Regions from separate parts of the Mus musculus genome. Here regions 1 and 3 are each linked to region 2. A link is a contact called in public ChIA-PET and capture Hi-C data. All regions are on one chromosome and are shown on one strand. Each heading gives the region's core, a stretch centred on a gene start, on an enhancer-like site or on the middle of the called end of the contact. The rest is flanking DNA. Distances are from core to core; before and after follow the strand shown.

Evidence for each region. ChIA-PET counts read pairs in DNA pulled down with a chosen protein or histone mark. Capture Hi-C pulls out chosen DNA fragments and counts their contacts.
Region 1: an RNA polymerase II ChIA-PET map of memory CD8 T cells shows a contact between it and region 2, with 9 read pairs. The contact joins two enhancer-like sites. A contact is called at or near these places in 1 of 484 Hi-C or Micro-C datasets (nephron progenitors), 1 of 115 datasets of contacts at active chromatin or transcription factors (memory CD8 T cells) and 2 of 9 other capture datasets (adipose tissue and liver).
Region 3: a capture Hi-C map of embryonic stem cells shows a contact between it and region 2, with 2.0 times the contacts expected there. The contact joins two enhancer-like sites. A contact is called at or near these places in 3 of 484 Hi-C or Micro-C datasets (the N1E-115 cell line and embryonic stem cells), 2 of 115 datasets of contacts at active chromatin or transcription factors (embryonic stem cells and memory CD8 T cells) and 2 of 9 other capture datasets (adipose tissue and embryonic stem cells).

The regions. Positions count from the first base shown.
Region 1 is chr3:101,746,235-101,749,892 of GRCm38.p6, reverse strand. No RefSeq gene overlaps it. Among named protein-coding and RNA genes, the nearest start is that of Gm33309, 11 kb to the right of the region's middle. Within about 2 kb of position 1,467, at least 29 of the 459 cell types and tissues checked have an H3K27ac peak or open chromatin away from gene starts, as enhancers often do. A contact at or near this core is called in memory CD8 T cells, where this site is marked.
Region 2 is chr3:101,569,415-101,573,224 of GRCm38.p6, reverse strand. No RefSeq gene overlaps it. Among named protein-coding and RNA genes, the nearest start is that of Atp1a1, 33 kb to the left of the region's middle. Within about 2 kb of position 2,369, at least 90 of the 459 cell types and tissues checked have an H3K27ac peak or open chromatin away from gene starts, as enhancers often do. A contact at or near this core is called in adipose tissue, embryonic stem cells and memory CD8 T cells, where this site is marked.
Region 3 is chr3:101,710,491-101,713,956 of GRCm38.p6, reverse strand. No RefSeq gene overlaps it. Among named protein-coding and RNA genes, the nearest start is that of Gm33309, 25 kb to the left of the region's middle. Within about 2 kb of position 1,941, at least 128 of the 459 cell types and tissues checked have an H3K27ac peak or open chromatin away from gene starts, as enhancers often do. A contact at or near this core is called in adipose tissue, embryonic stem cells and memory CD8 T cells, where this site is marked.

The DNA.
Region 1 (3,658 bases), core at 218-2,717, 180 kb before region 2:
CACTGAGAACAAAACATCATCTCCCTTCATTGAATCTAAATGTCCTCATGTTCTGAATGTCGCCGGGCCCTTGCTAGACCTAGTGCACAGGGCTTGCTGCTCCCTTTGCTGTAGCTGTCCCTTGGGAGCCTGGAGTCTCTCTCTCTCTCTCTCTCTCTCTCTCTCTCTCTCTCTCTCTCTCTCTCTCTCTCTCTCTCTCTCCCTCTCCCTCCCTCCCTCCCTCCCCCCCCCTCTCTCTCAGTGGCCCCTCTAATCCTTCGGCTTTCCAGACTGACGGAGATCTATGATGTCTGGAAGCAGGCCTGAGCCGATAAATATTGATGATGATTATGGAGCTGAATCATGAGAAAAGTTGCCTTTAAGTGGGATTTAAATTCTTGTCTTGAGTCTGAGATGTGGAATAAATCATTGTAAGCACAGTGTTGAGTGGAATAGATGAGTATGTTCCCTCCCCTTCCCCACCCTTCATACAGGGGTCGCCCAAGTTCTCTCCCACTTGTCCCTGTTCCCCTCTGGGTGCATGGTGTTTGTGTGCATGGTGGTGACATGGTGGTGGCATGGTGGCACTTTGCCCAGCCTGTTTGAGGATACTTGCTTGTTTAGAGACACTCATTCTCCTTTTAGGAGAAGCAGGATGGTTAATCTTCATTGTCAACTTGACAGGATTTAGAATCACCATGGAAACACATCTCCAAGTCTATGAACATGCTCCCAGAAAGAGGTAACAGAGAGGATGGCACCATCCTGTGGGGGTGGGGTCCCTAAAAAGGGAAAGGGAACTGAGTAGCAGCACCCCACCTCTCTCTGTGTCTTGCCTGCAGATGCTGTGTGAGCAACTGCCTTCTTCTGCATGCCTTCCTCACCATGATGGGCTGTGACCCTTCAAACTGTGAACCCCAATAAGCCCTTCTCCCCTTACAGTGCTTTTTTTGGGTGATGATTGGTCTTAGTATCAAGAAAAGTAACATATACAAAGGTGGAAGGAGAGAAGGAAGAGGTGTGGGGTGGGGGTTACCCCAATGTGCCAGGCACTGCCTAGCTTGCAATGGAGTCATTTCTCTTATTCTTTCAAAGAACCGGGGACTTTTTATACCAGTGAGGAAGCTGAGGCTCACAGAGATGGGTAACCTCGCCAGAATACGAGGATCAGCAATCTGGTCCCTTCCACTCTATAGGAGTGATTCCTTCCTCTGCCCATGGCAGTAGAGCTGTCTTGTAACTGCCTTGCCCCATGTTCCCTAGCTCCACAAGGAACCACCTCAGCCTCTGGCATTCCTCTCAGCCTCGGTGTTCCACCGCTCCCCTACTCTTCTTTCCCAGCAGGAATAAGACAGACAGGATGGCAGCAGTGACTCACAACTAGAAGAATAAAGTCTTAAATGGGGACAACCTAAGCTGGTATGAGCGTGACACTCTGACAAAGGAAGAATGTCCCCTGAGTTTTTGAAGGGCGTTGCTACCCACTGCTGTTAGAAAAAGGCTGCGGCACAGTAGGTGGGTGGGGCAGGAAGGAGAGCAAGGGTGGAGACCTTGGCACTCTCTCGGTTAGATCAAGGAACAAAGGGGATTAGAGGCTTGTCTGTGGTTATCCTTGGCCTGTTGGCAATGTTGACCAAACCCTGTGCTTTTTGCTCTCTATTTGCCCACCAGGTGATCCAGGCCTTTACATGTGACAAACATTTCTCCATCACTGCATCCTGAGCCACCCACCCAGATCCTAAATGGATAACCTGTGATGTGCATGAGGAAGCCAAGCACACAGCTTTGTGAATCAGTTGCATTCTCTCCAGGGTGGGCTCTTTGTCCCCAGTGGACTCTGACTTCCACAAAGACATGTGTCAGCCTGGTTCATCTTGCTTCTCCCTCAGGGTCTCCCTACTTCATGGCATGACCTGTAGACGAGAGAAGACACTGCGATGAGCACACCACTTGGGTGTTGTCAAACCAACCAGATAATGCCACCACGAAATCAGTGACTCCTTTCTCCTCTCCTCACTTCTGTGCATCAGTCTTCTGACAAGCCAATTAAATCAAGACTGTGGGATGATACCCTAACCAATGGTGAAACGACACAGCCACCACCTGACTTAAAATAAAAGACAAATGCAGTTCCTCTGTGTGTGTGTGTTCTGTCTTTCCCAGCAAACCCTCTTGGTCAAGACAGTAAGTTTGCCATGTCCAGACTTTAGTTGGAATAGTAGTCTCCTTCTTTGTGACCTCAAACTTATTGCTAAATAAAAAAATAGATTTATTTTATTTTTTAATTGTGTGTATATATGTGTGTGTACACATATGAGAGAGCATATTCATGCAGGTGTCTATGAGAATAGATGTGTCAGATCCCCATGTGGCTGAAGTTATAGGTGGTTGTAAGCCACCTGGTGTAGAAGTAGGAAACAGAACTTGTTGACCTTGACCCATATGACACATTTGGAGAGGTCTTGCAGGGGGTGAGTAAAGTTACATGTGGCCAGCATGGTATGGCTCTATCATACTGGTCGGAGGGTCTTCTAATAGTGGACAGAAAGTTGGCTTCCTCCCTTTCTGTCTGTAAGGATATGGAGATCGCCAGGAAAAGAGCCCAGCCAGGAAATGGATTTGCCTGCACCTTGATCTTACATTTCCCAGGCTTGAGAAATGTGAGAATAAATGCCTGGTGTTGAAGCCACTCAGTGTGTGGTCTAGCTAGCTTTATGCATCTACAGGTTCTAGTTAGTAAGTATATATTTACTGTATGTATGATATATATATATATATATATATATATATATATATATATATGCGTGTGTGTTATGTATGTATGTTTGTGTGTATATATATGCTATGTCTTGACACATACCAGAAGAGGGCATCAGATCCCATTACAAATGGTTGTGAGCCACCATATGGTTGCTGGAAATTAAACTTAGGACCTCTAGAAGAGCAGTCAGTGCTCTTAAACACTGAGCCACCTTGTCAGCCCTCTAGTTGGTAAATTTAACCAACTCCAAATCAAGAATATTTGGGGGAAGTTTTTCATATATATTGAACATATATATGTGTGTGTGTGTGTGTGTGTGTGTGTGTGTGTGTGTAAACATTTCTTTTATCAAAGTTCCCTAAATGTAGCATGAAACAACTATTTGCACAGCATTTGCATTATTTTAGGTATTAGAAATAATCTAGAAAATGTTTAAATTATACAGGCATGTGTGGGATATATATATATATATCATGCTGACTGTTTTACATTTATTTACTTTTATTTTTATGTGTAAGCGCATTTTGTTTCATGAATGTATTTTCATCACACATGCGCAGTGCCTAGAAGGTGAGAAGAGGCCTTTGGATGCTCTGGAACTGGATATACATGTATATACATACATACAGTAAATATATACAGTTGTTAGCTGCTGGCTGGGTGCTGGGAACCTGGGTCCTCTGGAAGAATCAATCAGTCCTCACCACCCCTGAGCCATCTCTCTAGCCTAATACTGAGGTTTTAAAAAATAGATTTATTTTATTTTGTGTGTGTGTGTGTGTGTGTGTGTGTGTGTGTGTGTGTGTGTGTGTATGTGTGTGTGCTTATGAGAGAGCATATGTGTGCAGGTGCCCATGAGAATAGAGGTATTAGATTCCCCTGGAGTTATAGGTGGTTGTGAGCTGCCTGGTGTAGAAG
Region 2 (3,810 bases), core at 1,120-3,619:
GTCATACAGCGGCCAGAACTCCACTCAAAGAGAAGGGCAGAGACCTTACTCAGAGTGCCATGTAGCTCAGAAGGGAAAACAAAGGGCAAATCCGGGAGAGGGCTCACACTTTCCCCCAAACCACTCTGAGTCCCCTGAGGGGTACACACAGCATGCTGTGATGTTCACAGGGGCAGGGCCTCCTGTTGGACACACACACCCTATGGGAAAGGTTCCCTCCCCTGTGCATCTGGAGGTGGGGGCATCTCTGGGTAGGCATCGAGGTATTGGCTCCTCAGCTTTCCGTCTAGGCAATTCACGGGCTCTACAAGCCTCTCTCCCTGACAGGCCATTACACACTCCTCACAAGGTTGCTGCAAAGATCAAATAACCTGCAGAGAGGGCTTGGCAAGTGCCTGGGCCTTCCTAAGAGTTAGATAAAAGTTCCCCCAGCCCCGTTTCACTGAATATAAAACTAGGGAAAGTTTGCTGTTTCTACTTAGTGGAACTCAATACCTACCAATCACATTTATCACAAGCCGGGCAATGGTCTAAGCAAAACAAACAACAACGTGAAGTTCAGAGCTGTGAGGTGACGTGCCCAGTGCCTTGCCACTGACAAGTGACAGAAGGTGACACATCCACCTCCCAACCCATACCCAGGACACTCGGGCATGGCACGTGGGATGCTAATGCTTTGTCTCTAGCATATGAGATGCTTGGAAAGTTTTGACCATGTGGTAGAGAGCCAGGGCTGAAGCCAAGGACCAGAGAAGGGCAGTGCTTTTATGAGGGACAAAGAACAGGGGAGGTTGGAGCTGGCATTAAGACCGGAGCACAGCAAGTTTCTTGGAAACTGAGCACAGCCTGTTGAACAGTTATTCACATGAATTTGCCCCCAGGGCCTGAGTAACCAGGCTGCAACTTGTGTAACCGGGAAGCGTGAAGGCAGGCAGTTATGATCGGAGCAGCTCGGCCTGCCTCTCCCATTGGACCCCAGGGCAGTCAGTCTGGGACAGGCTTTCCCAGAGAAGGTGGCAGATCTGGTTCCTCCTACAGGTTGCAGAGGATAGCTTCTGGGCTTCAGCATTGCAAACTGGTCCCTAGAAGTCAATTTTTGTTCTGTCCTTGCCGAGGCTTGTGATGGTGGGTTTTTGTTTTGTTTTGTTGTTTTTTTAAACACTGTGGATTTCAGACCAGCTTTTCTGAAAGACAGAGGTCCCTTCCTCCTCCCTCTGGCCTGTCCCCTCTGCTCTCCCTTCCCTTCTCTTTCTACACTGGGGCTCTGACTCAGTGCAGTTAATCTGTGTGTAGGAAAGCAGAAATGTCTAAAGAGCCTGCTCAGTATGCGAGGAATCCTTTTATAGTATGAATAATGGCTCCATTAAAAACCTACGGCAAGGTTTAAAACTTTTCCTGGCGTGACAGACAGGAAGGGCATGGGTGCCACCCTGTTGCCCTGGGAACACACACACCCCCACTTACTATAGTAAGAGGCTTCTCTGGGGTGTCTCCCCCACCAGAGCAGACAGCGAAAGCCTCGAAGCCAGCTCTTCACCCCGTGTGTGTGTGTGTGTGTGTGTGTGTGTGTGTGTGTGTGCATGTATGTGTGTGTGTGTGCATCCCCAGGCCATCTGCTTCCATTCCAGAGCACTGGCACCCACAAAGGAGGGAAGCCAACACCCACTGAGCAGCTAATCCTGCCTGCAGCAGGCCGTGGTATTTTGGCCCGTGGTGGTTTATTGTGTCAAATCCCATGGAACTGATGCAAGTGGACCTCCACAGTGAGAAACTCAAGTCTGGAAAGGCTAGTGACTTGAGTAGATGGAAAGTATTGAGTGCTGTCTATAAAACATGTTTTTGACATAGGCTCCGTGGGCATGGATGTAAAAACATCTCAAATCACCATTGGTCATTTTACCCCAGCACGCTCACCCTACATCTGAACTCTCCTACACTCTAACATAGCACCAGTACTTGTAGGTTCTTCCAGCTGAAGATCTGCCCAAGGTGTGCTTGTTCCCAGACAGCAGTGAGGCTGGCAACCAGACAGTCGCTTGCTTAGTAAGTCTCATCCCTGTTCTTCTGTAGCAGCCGGCTGAATCACACTTCCCAACCTCCTGGAGGTTCAGTCAAGGGACTCTTGGAGGCAATGGGATGTGAGCTAGCCTAACACATGCATCTCTCCTCTGCTCAACCACAAGCCCTTAGTGCAGATTTGAATTAAAACGAGCCCCATAGGCTCAGAGGGAGTGAGTGGCATTACTAGGAGGTGTGGCCTTGATGGTGTGGGTGTGGCTTTGTTGAAGGAAGTGTGTCACTGGGGGGAGGGGGCAGACTTTGAGGTTTCAAATGCTCAAGTCACGCCCAGTGGCTGACTCTTCCTGCTGCCTGCCAATTCAGATATAGAACTCTCAGCTACCTCTCCAGCTTGTCTGCTTGCCTACCTGCCTGCCTGCCTGCCTGCCTGCCTGCCTGCCACCATGCTCATCACCATAACAATAATGTGTAGCCACCAGCAGCCAAGAGAACTGGGTTCCTGAAAGGAAAGCTGGGGGTGGTTGGGAAGGATGGACAAGAAAAAAATGAGACCGAGACAAAGTTTCTGATCAAAGCCAGATGCTTAATTCTTAAAGCCGAATATAAAGGGGGGAACCACCCCCCATCCACCACCACCCTCACCACCTCCACCACCCCCACTCCCCCCACCACCCCCACACACACAAGTTGCCCAGATCTTGACAGGAAAACAAGCACAGCTGCTCAGCAGGTAGTGGTTTCTTGCAGGAAGCTGCAGACAAGGCAGGACAATAGACTCCACCCTAGGTGGGCTAGTCCAACTGTGCAAAACAAGGTCTGATTTAGCCCGCTTAAGGGCACAATAATGGACTAAGCCTGTGGACTACAGCCCCAACTAAGTGCCTTTCTTTATAAGAGTTGCTATGGTCATGGTGTCTTTTCACAGCAATAGAAACCCTGCCTAAGACGCCCTTTCACACAAAACAAGTCTCCCTCTGTCTTGAGAGGATCATCTCATATTTCCACGTAACTGTACAAAACATATTATTGTGGCTCATGGTTTCAGGGTTCCAGTTCCCAATTGACTCCATTGCTCTGGGCCAGAGGTCAAGGTGTGTTCTTATCACACAGAGGGAACTGCTTAGTATCAAACCAGCCTTCCTCAGCTGACAAGATACAGATTGAGCTAGATGCAGGGCAACATATACCCCCTGAAAATATATCCTCTGTCACCTATTTCTTCAATTAGGTCCCATGTCTGGAAGTTTTCACCGCCTCTCCAGAACACCACCATATTCCAAATCCATTGGCAGATTAGTTGACTGATGAAGGCAGAGTCCTCGGGTCTGGATCTTAGTGACTGGATCCATCAGCTATGGACCTCATCTTCAACCCCTGTACCTTTAGAATGATGCTTACGTCACAAAACCCAATAGCTGAGTGGTGGGGTAAACAGCGGTGCTCTTTAGCACAGGTTCCTCTTTGACTGTACCCTGAAACCACACAGAGAAATTTAGCCTTGAAAAGTGGAAGCCAGGCATCATACTATTAACACTCCCAAGCCGGGCGGTGGTGGCACACGCCTTTAAAATCCCAGCACTTGGGAGGCAGAGGCAGTCGGATTTCTGAGTTCAAGGCCAGACTGGTCTACAAAGTGAGTTCCAGGACAGCCAGGGCTACACAGAGAAACCCTGTCTCGAAAAAACAAGAAAACAAACAAACTAACTATTAACACTCCCAGGGGACTGCAGCTAATGTAAAGCTAATGTTAAGAGCCTTTGCCTCAAGGCAATGCTCTCAAAACTGTATCTA
Region 3 (3,466 bases), core at 692-3,191, 140 kb before region 2:
CTTGGATGCGCCCGATAACCGTGGTAGTCTCCCTGAATTATGCAAAGTAGAGGCTGGAACTGAGACAGCGCCACAATTCCACTTAGGAATAGTCTAGAGCAACTACTGCTCGTGGGTCAGGAGACAGATATGGAGCACTCCTGTGACGGCATCCGCATGTGTTCTGTCAAAACTCGGAAAGGGGGGAAAAATGTATCAACATAAAAAACTTAACCAGAAGAGAGAAGGTGAAGGTCTTGTCACAGCAGGCTATTAATCAAAACACGAATTCACCCCACAGCGGAGGGAGATGAGGTTGTTCACAACTCAACGTTTGCTCTCAGTGGCTGCACACAGCCCAGGGAGGCAATGGAGAAGTCATTCTTCGCAGTCACAGAAGCAGCTCCGGGGAGTTAAACAACTTGCCAGCATCACGGAGCAGGCGGTGACAGAGCAACTGTGATTTCTGCTCCTTTCTCTTTTCAGTGTCATTATGCTGTCTGGGAATTTTAAATCTTGTGGATAAAGACAAACAAGAAAACACTCAGTCTGGCTTTCTTCAGTGCCTCCGGCAGAAAAGCAGCCCATCTCCTCCCTGGAGACCAGGACGTGACTCAAACTGCAGGAGGGGCCAGTCTTGCTGCCGGAAAAGAATGCAAACCTGGGCTCAGAGGCTTCCAGAACTCAGCCCCCAGGGGGGCTCCCCAGCCGCTCCTTGTCCCAGGGCCGTGGCCATGTGGGGATGCAGACTGGAGAGCCCCAGGCCTGAGTACAGAGCTGAGAACACAGGATAGGGACACTCTCTCAGCAAAGGAAAGAACCGGAAGTGGACGTGGTTGCTGAACACTCCGGTCCTAGTGGCCTAAGTCAGATTGGGGTGTTGTAGGGGAAAGATAAACTCCAATATACCCACAGCTAGAAGAGTGGCCATGCGACTCTAGGCTCCGCTGTCTCTGAATTCTCCCTTCGCTTGGCTCTTTTCTTTTGCCTCCCCATCTGCTTGACCCTACCCAAGCGCACAGCCCAGAGGGAGAAACCCCTTGCCTGCTGCCCAGCCCACCCACGCACGCAGGCACGGACGCACGCACGCACACACGCACGCAGGCACATGTACATGTGGATGCTTAGGGATGGACTCCAAGCACTTCCTTTGTGAATTGGGTTATAGTTGTCTGTTGAAGATGATCTTAGCTTTTGGAAGAAGTAAGCATGTAGATTTCTGTCTCAGGAAAACGATTGCCACGCCTCATCAACTGCCTCCTTCAGCTTGGAATCACAACCCTTTGGCTCTACTCTTTCAGATAGAAGAACTCTCAGCTCTAGTCCAGGGGCTCTAAACCTTCCTACTGCTGCAACCTTACAGTTGCTCGTGTTGCAGTGACCCCCAACCATAAAATCATTTTCATTGATTTTTTTTTTATAACTGTAATTTTGCTACTGTTACAAATCGCAACGTAAATATCTGATATTCATGATATCTGATACACAGCACCCCTCCCTGCCCCCACGGCTTCTCTAGTCACTCTTCCTAAGTGTCAATTACACCTTCTGCCCTACACTGCTCCCTAGAGTTACACTCTGGTCTTCTCCAAAGACGATTGTTCAGGAGAAGTCATTTCCAAGCAGGTACCCAGGTGTGGACCCCAGTCATGCTTTCTGGAGGGGACCGCTACGTTAGGAGAAAGGAAGACTTTCAAAGGGGCGGGGCGGCCGATCAGAGTAGAATAAAAACCCTTTCCTTTAAACGAAGGATTTTACCTTCTCAGAGAAAGGCTGTTAACCACGAAGAGGATTGGCTGCTCGGTTCCTCAGACCTCTTCCTGGGCCGCTCATTTCCTCTGGGTTCACCATTTTCCAACTCACCTCACCCCAAATGACCCTGCCACTGATCCCCCTGAAGGCAGGGCCTGGGCCGCCCTGTTCCTTCAGGCCCCAGAGCCTCTGCGGCCTAATTACCAGCCAGGAGGAGCCTGCATCCCCACCCAGCTGGAGGCCAGCTGCAGGAGAGAGGAGGATTGAGACATTTCCCTTTCTTCTGAGGCCTTGTTAGTTCTTCCTGCTGGTGATTAGCCAGTTATTTTTAGCTCCATCTAAGCACCCTGGTTAGTATTCAGGGCTGCTTTAGACAGGTCGGGGGTCACGCTCCTCCATGATAAGGCTTTGATTCCAATTGGTCCCCGCAGATGTGGATAAATTAACTGGAGGACCATCCTGTCACTCCCCAGGTGTTTTCTTCTCGTCCCCGACACCCCTCCCCAACACTGGCTTGGATCCAAAAAACCGTGAGGCCAGCCATAAAGGCTTACTGCAGGGATCTGGGCAAAGAGTAATTCAGAGGCCCTTTTGAGGCGTCCAGGCAGCTCCACGGAGGGAGGAAATCAAGGTTTGGATCTGGGCTGTGACTAGCTGATTCTGAGACACTAGGCAAGAGATTTACCTTCACTGAGCTGGAAATGGTGTGTCTGGGTCAACTGGCCCATTAATTCTTTCCAGTACCAAGGTGCTGTAGAATTTGTGAGTCTGAAACAGAAGCTAGACCTGAAAAACACGGCTCAGCTTCAGACCATCTTGAAACAGTTTCAGACCATCTTGAAATAGATGGGGCACCTTTTCCTCTTTTGCTTGAATCCCTGTTCGTCCCTCACCCCTCCTACCCCCACCCCAAACTATCCAGGAATGAAGCCCTGTATTTTCACCCTGTAGTCCTGCTGCTGCCTCCCACCTCCCACTTCTCTCCTGATCTTCCTGGGCCAGGGGGCAGAGGTAACCCCAATGCATGCTGGGAGATAGAGCCACCACAGTGCAATCTGCGTAATGTGGAGGAAGCCAGGGGCAGTGAGAAAGTCTAATTTTATCCCATTTAATCATGAAAGAGTGATGACTCTGAATTATGACTCTTTCTTTACTTCCATAAGCCAGCACAGTCCCTAGGCCACAAAGGGATGTATGGACTGTCATTTAGCCAAAGCTCACCTTTCTTAGGTTGCATCTAACTGACCAGCCATATTCCCAAATACTTCATGTCCTCTTGCCTTGACTTACAACATGAGCAGACTAGCAGCTGTCTGGTTGGGGTGTAGTATGCAAGCACGAATAGTGCTTTGCAATAGCATCACTATCTCCCCTCTTTAGACATTAATACTTAAGCTTATATGAAGGAACTTCCATGAGCCCACATTGCTATATATGAATCTGAGAACAGAACCATACAAACAGGTCTCAGAGGCCAATATTCAAGTTCTCAGCCATTTACTCTACAACTTCTGGTATAGTAGATATACCTTGATATATGTATGCATCCCTGAGAGGTATAGTATATATACCCTGATATATGTATACATCCCTGAGAGTTGTCTTGCCTTTGTTTTTTTGTTGTTTTTGTTTGGGGGGGTCGTTTTGTTCAGTTTTTGAAACAGGGTCTCACTATGTAGCCATAGCTGGCCTGCAACTAACTAGATAAAACAGATTGGCCTTAGCCTCACAGAGA